3 separate regions of the Gossypium hirsutum genome follow, and regions 1 and 3 are each linked to region 2. The links are chromatin contacts, called in public Hi-C maps. All regions are on one chromosome and are shown on one strand. The core of a region is the stretch at or near the end of the contact, and the rest is flanking DNA. Distances in the headings are between cores, read along the strand shown.

The links. Hi-C and Micro-C count contacts between places; a contact is called where the count stands out from the background.
Region 1: a Hi-C map of leaf shows a contact between it and region 2, with 2.2 times the contacts expected there. The contact joins the enhancer-like site here to the promoter of LOC121207962 in region 2. A contact is called at or near these places in 2 of 34 Hi-C or Micro-C datasets (both in leaf).
Region 3: a Hi-C map of hypocotyl shows a contact between it and region 2, with 5 times the contacts expected there. The contact joins the promoter of LOC107897637 here to the promoter of LOC121207962 in region 2. A contact is called at or near these places in 11 of 34 Hi-C or Micro-C datasets (callus, hypocotyl and leaf).

Annotation. Positions count from the first base shown.
Region 1 is chrA10:23,220,521-23,223,220 of Gossypium_hirsutum_v2.1, forward strand. No RefSeq gene overlaps it. Among protein-coding and RNA genes, the nearest start is that of LOC121208914, 19 kb to the left of the region's middle. Within about 2 kb of position 1,346, at least 4 of the 9 cell types and tissues checked have an H3K27ac peak or open chromatin away from gene starts, as enhancers often do. A contact at or near this core is called in leaf, where this site is marked.
Region 2 is chrA10:22,954,370-22,957,120 of Gossypium_hirsutum_v2.1, forward strand. LOC121207962 reads left to right here and starts at 1,412. Exons shown (of 1, transcript XM_041078507.1): 1 at 1,412-1,954. The coding sequence starts at 1,412. The coding sequence ends at 1,954. It overlaps LOC107897632 (a long non-coding RNA gene), which reads left to right and starts at 2,611. Exons shown (of 2, transcript XR_005903434.1): 1 at 2,611-2,751.
Region 3 is chrA10:23,401,983-23,404,741 of Gossypium_hirsutum_v2.1, forward strand. It overlaps LOC107897637 (NADH dehydrogenase [ubiquinone] 1 alpha subcomplex subunit 8-B), which reads left to right and starts at 1,267. Exons shown (of 3, transcript XM_016823154.2): 1 at 1,267-1,401; 2 at 1,484-1,723; 3 at 2,667-2,759. The coding sequence starts at 1,536. LOC107897638 (50S ribosomal protein L33) reads right to left here and starts at 1,353. Exons shown (of 2, transcript XM_016823155.2): 1 at 1,135-1,353. The coding sequence starts at 1,246.

The DNA.
Region 1 (2,700 bases), core at 96-2,595, 270 kb after region 2:
AAACATGTGTTTATATATATTATTAATTAATAAAAATTTTAAATTTATAAATTTATTTAATATAATTGGATAAGCTATAAAAATAATAAATATTCAAACTTTTGTCCTTTGGAATGTTTTATCAACTACCGTTATGATTTCAATCTTTTAATACCATCGTATTACATAAATGAGAAAAAAAGAAAAGTTAAGGGAGGGATAATCGTGTCAGATTAAAGTAGTTTTATATTTATTTATAATTTTTATACTATTAATATTTTTAATAATTTAACCGTTATATTTATTTATATAATTGTATTTACTATGCATGTAAATTTTTAAACCGATTCGATATCTCTATCATATTAATTTAAAATATGTATATATTAATATTTATTGAACGATTGAAAGCTTTTTACATAAACCATATAGTTACAAAAATTAAATGTATGTCAATTTAACATACATGATCTACATGAATAAACCATAAAATGTAACGATTAGATCATAAAATGTTAATTGTAGGGGAGGGATCAACTTACAATGGTATAAAATAAAAGTGGTTTTACACACATTCGAAACTTTTTATATGATTAAAATTTTAGCAATCCAATAGTTAAATTTATTTATGTAATTGTACTTGTCATGCATGTAAATTTTTGAACCGATCCAATATATCTATTATATGATCTAAAATATTGTATATATTAATATTTATTGAACAAATTGAAAGCTTTTTACAAAAACCATAGTTACAAATTTTAAATTTAAATAAAATTTGGCATGCATTATCTATATGAATAAACCATAAAATATAACGGTTGGATAGTTGAATTGTTAATCGTATAAAAAATTATAGAATGGTATAAAATCAATTTAAGTTTACACCAGTGTAAATATATCCTTCCCCTACTTAATATTTTCTAATTTCATATTTATTTTTAAATGAATTTGATAAAAAATACTAATATTAAATAAAAACTAAAATTATAATTATTCTATTAAAAATTGTTTTTATTATCATCCTAAAGTTATAACAATATTGAATATAATTGTCAAGCATTTAAAGCAATAGTACGAGTTCTAATTTATCCTTAGATGGCATGAGTTTAAACTCTCTCATCTCCTCTCCTACTCCTATAATATTATAATGATAAAAAAAATGCTTAGTATCATTTTTAGTCCCTGAACTATAGGAAAATTTTCACTTTAATCTTTTCATTATGTTTTCAGTAATTTTACGCCCTCTACTTTCATTCTGTAACTCAAATTAGTCTTTAGATAGTTTCTATTTTTAAAAAATCCAATCTAGTCATTTGAAGCCAATTAAATCCATACACGTGGACAATTAATCCATTTGCCAGCATGGAATTTTTTTCTTTTTCTTTTTCATAGTAATAAACTATTTCCTTTTTTTTCTCTCTCTCTTCTTCTTCCCTAGAAAAAAAATCAAACATTTCCACCGCCGCTCATCGCCATCGTCATTCCTTCGACCAAGCTCACAGCATCATCTTTCTCCCTTTTCTTTTTTCTTTCTGGGCTTAACTCAAAACCCAAGGAAAAACCTAGCCACCTCACTTTGTTCTAACTCCCATTGCCTTATTCCTACAACAAAGCTCCGATTGAAGGCTACCCTTGGGCTCCCATTTTCTCCCTCCTTTGACTAGTCGGCTTAATTTTCGTAGAAAACTCAAGAAACATGTTGAAGGAGATTCATTTGAGGCCTGAAACTCAAGCCTTCAATCCGTTGTTTTTCGTCGATCCGACACCATTGGTGCTCCGCTCCGAGCACCACCACCACATTCCCTGTCCTCTGCTTTAAGAATCTTGGACCAATCCAAGATGTTGACCAGCAATAAAGTTGGAGCAGTCATTTTTGGGTCTTATGAGCTTCCATCTTTCTTGAAAACTTCTCAAAAATTTGTGTTATTTCCATATTAGTGATGAACAATACATTTCCTGATTCTCAAAATCTTTTCAAATCTGAAACATTTCATGTGGTAAAAGAATTAAAAAATTTTCATAAAAGAAGAAGAAGAAGAAGAAGAAGAAGAAGAAGAAGAAGAAGAAGAAGAAGAAGAAGAAGAAGAAGAAGAAAGAATTTTTTGGTGGAAAAAATAATTTATTATTAAGAACAAGAAAAAAATACATGCTGGTATATTAAAATGAGGTGAATTAATTGTTCACTTGTTAGCTTTTTGCTTTTGATTGGTTTATGAAAGCACAGGGGACAAAGTAGTCGGAAGAAAATAGTAAATGACCAATGTGAGAATTTCCTTTTAATACTGGGGCCAAAATGGAATTAGGCCTATATATACATTAACAATATATTTTCATTCTAGAGTATTTAAACAACTCTAACAACATGACTATCATGACTTAAATCCAGGTTACACCTTAAACTATAAACACTTTAACCATCAAGTCAATACACGAGATTCATTATTATTATTTAATGCTTAATAAGATTTACTTACGCAATAATGAATGTATTTTACCATGATTTTTGGTATATTATGTCTATCTATTAATGATTACTTATATTAATGTAGATTAGACAAATATTGTTGACATTGATAAGGTATTGAAGAGAGATAAAAAAATATTTTAATTGAAGATAAAATATTTTTATGATATTCATATTTAAAATCGATGAATTAAAATTTCATTTTGTTTTCTAAAATGGGATTTTCTCTTTTGATTCATTTTTATATATTTTTT
Region 2 (2,751 bases), core at 162-2,661:
CTAATAATGATGGAATTGAATTTCTATTTTGTTTACTGAATCATATGAAATTTTATCTAACTCCATATACCATATAATATATGTGGAATGTATGAAATATGAAATGCTATGAATAGAAGAAGATAAATTATACTTAAATTTTAATTTATATTATAACAAATAGATACAGAAAAGAATTGATAAATGCCATTTAGCGGCATGGAGTTTTGTTTTTGTATAGAGTATAAAAAAATAATAATTCAATTTCTACCATTATTATGATACTACATATTCCAATCCGATTGAATACCAGAAAAATGAAAGGAATTCCTGATTTGATCTGTTTGTTGAGATAAAGACAAAATAATCATAATATATATATATGGAAAGAGTTGATTTTTCTAGCTCTTAATTTTTTCATGGACTCCATTGTTTAAAAAATAATTCGCAATGAAAATAGATGTTTTTACCCACTTTTTAGTTTTTTATTTTTTAGTAGAATATTTAGAATATGATTGAAGTGCATACGAAAAGGGAGCTTATATTTATTAAACATGTGCAGATATAGTATTTCTATTTATATATGTCTTTCTTTTATTCCATTATCAAGCTCTAATGGAGATTATGAGAAAATTCTGTCATTGGGACCATGGCTTATTTTTGGGCAATACTTAGAGCTAGTTTGGCAATGCTTTTGAAAAGTGCTGTGAAAAAATATTTTTGAGAATGCTTTTGAAAAGTTTTATTTAAAATTTGAGTGTTTAGCATTACTATCAAAAAGTGATTTTGAGAAATAAAATGTCTATTTTAGTCATGTTATTATCAAGTAACAAATATGCATTTAAATAATATTTAAATTAATTAATATTATTATATTTTAGTAAGAATATAAAAAAATTTATTATAACTTGTTGTTAATATTTTAATATATGAAATATAAATTTTAAATATTTTTAAGTAATAAATATTAATTATTTATAAAATTTAATTAGAATATATAAACTATATTTTAAATATTTAAATATAACCATTAAATATTTGTAATTAGTATTTTAAAAATATTTTTTTATTTTTAAATAATGATTTTAACATATTTGTAATTAAAGACCAAGAAAAAAATATTATATTATTACAGAGGTGAAAAAGTAATTAAGCATTAAAAATATTTTTGACAGAGAAAAAACTAAAAATTTTAACTTATCATTTTCAAAATTACAAAAATCAAGCCAAAAACAAGTTTTTTCGTACAATTTTTTTTCTAAAAATATTCTTAAAATTAAAAATATTTTTTTTAAGCACGGCAGAACATGTTGTTACCCAAACTATTTTAACCCGGAATTACCCTATCCCAATACGGTTCTTAGGTGGATCAGGTTTCCAGGCCTTCCCAGTCATTTGTACAAAAAAGGAAATTCGATAGGACATTGGGGGAATGGTGGGTAAAGTTACCAAATTAGATATCAATACTAATAGTAGGACAAGGTGTCCTTATGCCCGAATGGAAGTGTACGTTAACCTGGGGAAGCCACTAATCTCAAAACTCCTTATTAATGGAAATATGCAAAGAGTTGAATACGAGAGCCTGCCAGTGGTGTGTCTCTCATGTGGGCGTTATGGCCATAATACTGAGGCTTGTCCGCATGTTCCCCTCGTCTCTGATTTGGCGAAGGTAATGGATTCATCGGCGGTGAAATTACAGATGAACACGGTGACCGGAAATGGAGACTTTGGCCCCAGGATGTTGGTGGAGAGGAGGACCAGACGCGCCTCTCGGGAAGACAACAAAATAGGAAAGTCTGTATCTGGGGAAAAATCATCGGGATCTCGGTTCCAATCCCTAACCGATTTAGAGGCTGTAATTTCGGAAGATAATTCAAAGAAAGGTAACTCGCAGATCCATAAGAATCAAGGGAAAGGAATCCTAACCGAGACTTTGGGAAATCACCAACGGATAAAAACGTTTCTGCTGAAGTAATAAGGAAGGAGGAATTAATGCATTCAGTGAGGGGTTCCTTTTAATGGGCTGATTCGGAAGTCCAAGTCCAAAATTCCTCTTAAAGGCCATAAATCTGTTGGGCATTGTAATGGGCCAAAATCTGTTACTAATTTACCAGCTAATGGCCTGACCATTAACAGCCAAGAGTTGGGCCATCTAAAGCCCCAAAGAGTAATGGAACGGTTGGGGGGACACTTCAAGCTCTCCAGGCGATCTTCACGTCTCTCGGGGCAAAAGTGAAGAGGCCCAACAGACTGCAATTCCAGGTAACCCCGAACCGCTTTCATTTTCTTTTATCTTTTAACCCCTCTGCTACTGTCACAGATAAGGCAAATTTAGGTCCTTCAAATCCCACTAAAATTCAAGAGGAGCACTTAATACATTTTAATCCCACTTTTGAGGAAGCAAATGTTATTAATGTGGCGGTAAAGGAAGGTGTATTAGATGCAACTAAACATACAGCAGTAGTGTTTAAAAATATTTCTTAGTTGAGTTCCGTAGGCGAAGAGGTGGGAGGCAGTTCAACCATTTCCAAAAATCGTCTGAATTTGGTGGATAATAAGGGAAGTGGAATTATTGCTTCCGGACCAAAATGCGGGTGGAAAATAAATAAAACTTTAAAAGGCCAGGTAATAAATTCAAGTCATTTGGAAATTCTCGGCTATCATTTGTTGAATCTAAGGCTCTGTTTGTTTACCTGTAAAAAATTTTCCGTAAAAACTTTTCAGCCTTTTGCGATATTTGTTTGTCTGAAAATAATTTTTCACCACAAAACA
Region 3 (2,759 bases), core at 17-2,516, 450 kb after region 2:
AGCCCTCCACACCACACCATCATATCCCGCATCACTCAAAACATATTCAAGTGTTTACTGGCGACCAACAAACCTAGTCAAGTTGACAATTTCTTTTACAGAGTCCACCTCAGTGTGAATAACAAAGAGATTCTCTAGACAATGAATTTTATTTAACTTATAAACTTTGCAGAAGGGGGGAAGAGTTATAAAGTGTTAAAGAGACAAATAAAATGCTCACACTAAATTTGGGATTAAAAAAAAAAGATAGCTGCTGTTGCAAATAAGAATAAATTAAGTCGGAATTTATTCTAATATTCAGGGGTTTAAGACACTTTTAACGATTCTAAGGTCTGGAATTCCCTTTGACGAGTTCCCCTTGTTCATTATGGGTCATCCCACGAAAGAAACAGAAACAAAGGGAAAAGATCAGTTAAGTCAAACAAATTTCCTACAAATCATCCAGTGACTCGATCCGTAACTTGGGACTGTAACACAATGCCTTGACAACCCTGGCTCTCCAAGAGAAAATCATAAAATAATCACCTGGTTGCTAATCAATCACCATTTCAGCTTACCAGCTTCACCTAAGCAAGTCTAGAATGCAAAGGAAGTGAGCCTGATATCCAATCCTTTACTTCATTATATCAATCCCCCCAACCCGAGCAAATTATGTAATATTCAATGTCAAAACATCCTGTCCATTTCAAAACAAAAATGGATTCTAGCAATAATTCAGAACTGACAATCAATCACCAATTCTTTCAGGTTTAAAGGCATTATCTAAATGAGCCAAGGGACATTGCTCAAAATCATGCCTTTCTTTGTCATATCCAAAACCAACCCAACCCAACCTGACAATTTAAGTTTGATCATTGATGCCAAACATGTATAGTAATATAAAGAACGGTCACTCCAATTGCAATAGGCAAAAGAAGGAAAAAGGAAATTTCCTATGCAACAATGAAACGGAAAAGAAAAATGAAATCTTTTGCCTACACTTTTCAAGGGGTAAAGTCAATTCGAAGATCTCTACAAATTTCAGCAAATTCAACATTTTATCCATAAAAAAACAGATGAAAAACTAAGCAAAGAAGAGAGCTAAGGAAGTCACTTTAACATTAAATCAAATCACAATAATTTAATTTAACTTACCCTTAAATTGTCTCGGAAAATGACTGCTTTGGTGATTGGCACAAAAGAGAAAAGAAAACTGAAGAAAGCAAGGGTTTTGGGATTGGAAGCATAAAACCCCAAAAAGAAACATGGAATGACGTAAATACCCTTCAAAGCAAAAATGAATTACCAACCAACTCCACCGTTTACGTCTGTTTAAACAAAACCATAACTCTTCACTCTTGAGTCCTTTACAACCCTATTCTCTATCTCAGTGTTTAAGTGAAAACCCTTTACTTGATTAAGGTAAGAGATTAATTCCCAGTAATTTTTCCCTTTTTTTCATCTTGATTGATGAAATTTTGACATCTTTTCATTGTTGATGCAGAAAGAAGCGATCTTTTTATTTTTTTTATTTCTTTCTGGGTTCGGTGGCGGAAATGGCGAAAGTGGTGGATGCGACGGGGGAACCGATCCCAACGTCGTCGGTGCTGATGTCATCAGCAAAGCACATAGAGATTAAATGTATGTCCGAAAACGTGGAGTTCCTCAAGTGTAAGAAGAAAGATCCCAACCCTGAGAAATGTCTCGATAAGGGCCGCCAAGCTACTCGCTGTGCCCTTGGAGTGTAAGCATTTTTTTTTCAATTTTCAGTTTTTCCCATTTTGAATTTCTTTGTGGGTTTTTCTTGCTCAATTGGTTCGTATATGACAATGTTGGAATTGAAAGGGAATTAAAACTGGGAAATGAAATTAACTAGGAAAATGTGTGATAATTAGGATTATTGGTTTTAATATCTTTGTAATGGAAATTTTGGAACAGGTTTTTTAGGAGGTTTTATACTGTGAAAGTGTGGTTAAAAGGATAGGGATAGGTCATTTCTCTCGAAAGTATCCATATCGATATAGGTACGGGCATATCCTCGAGAAACATAGGGTTTATCTCTTTGGGTAGGCGGGGCGGGGAAATGATCATCTCTCATTTGGTAACTTTGTGTTTCAATTAGCAATGGAAACTTCAAATGAATCCATGTTAAGTCTCCCTATGATTAGGCGAAATAGATTCATGTGTAACCGAGCCATTGAATCTGATGTTTTTTCTTCCTCTTTATGTTAGTTTGATTCTTTTTTAGATCTATTTACTGAAAACCAACTGAGTTTTAATAGGTTTTCGGCTTTCTGTTTGTGTTTGATTGTAAAAATGGGGCTTCCCACTTCTCCAATCAAGAGTAAGACATTTGCCGCATTCACTTGATTTGGGTTTATAGCATTTTGTAGCTTAAAAAATGCCTCTGAACACTGAATATTTTGCGGTTCTTACTCTATGTTATCGAACTTGGTTCGTGTGTCAAATATAGGTATGTTCCATCTTTATTCTTTTAAGCTTTTCTATGTGTTTGGAGGAACTTAGGTGAATCCTATCTTTGTACCCTTGTCCGGATATTTTAAAAAGCACATTTTTGGGGGGGAACTCAAAGCATTACTCGAATAGGTGACTACATTGTGCATTACTGTTACCCTTTCCGTTTCTTTTTTAATCTGAATTATGGAATGTTGGACCGCGTGGTGCAGGCTAAAAGATCTGTATCAGAGATGCAAAGACCCCATGGAAGCTTATGTGGGATGCATGTATTACTACACAAATGAGTTCGATTTATGTTGCAA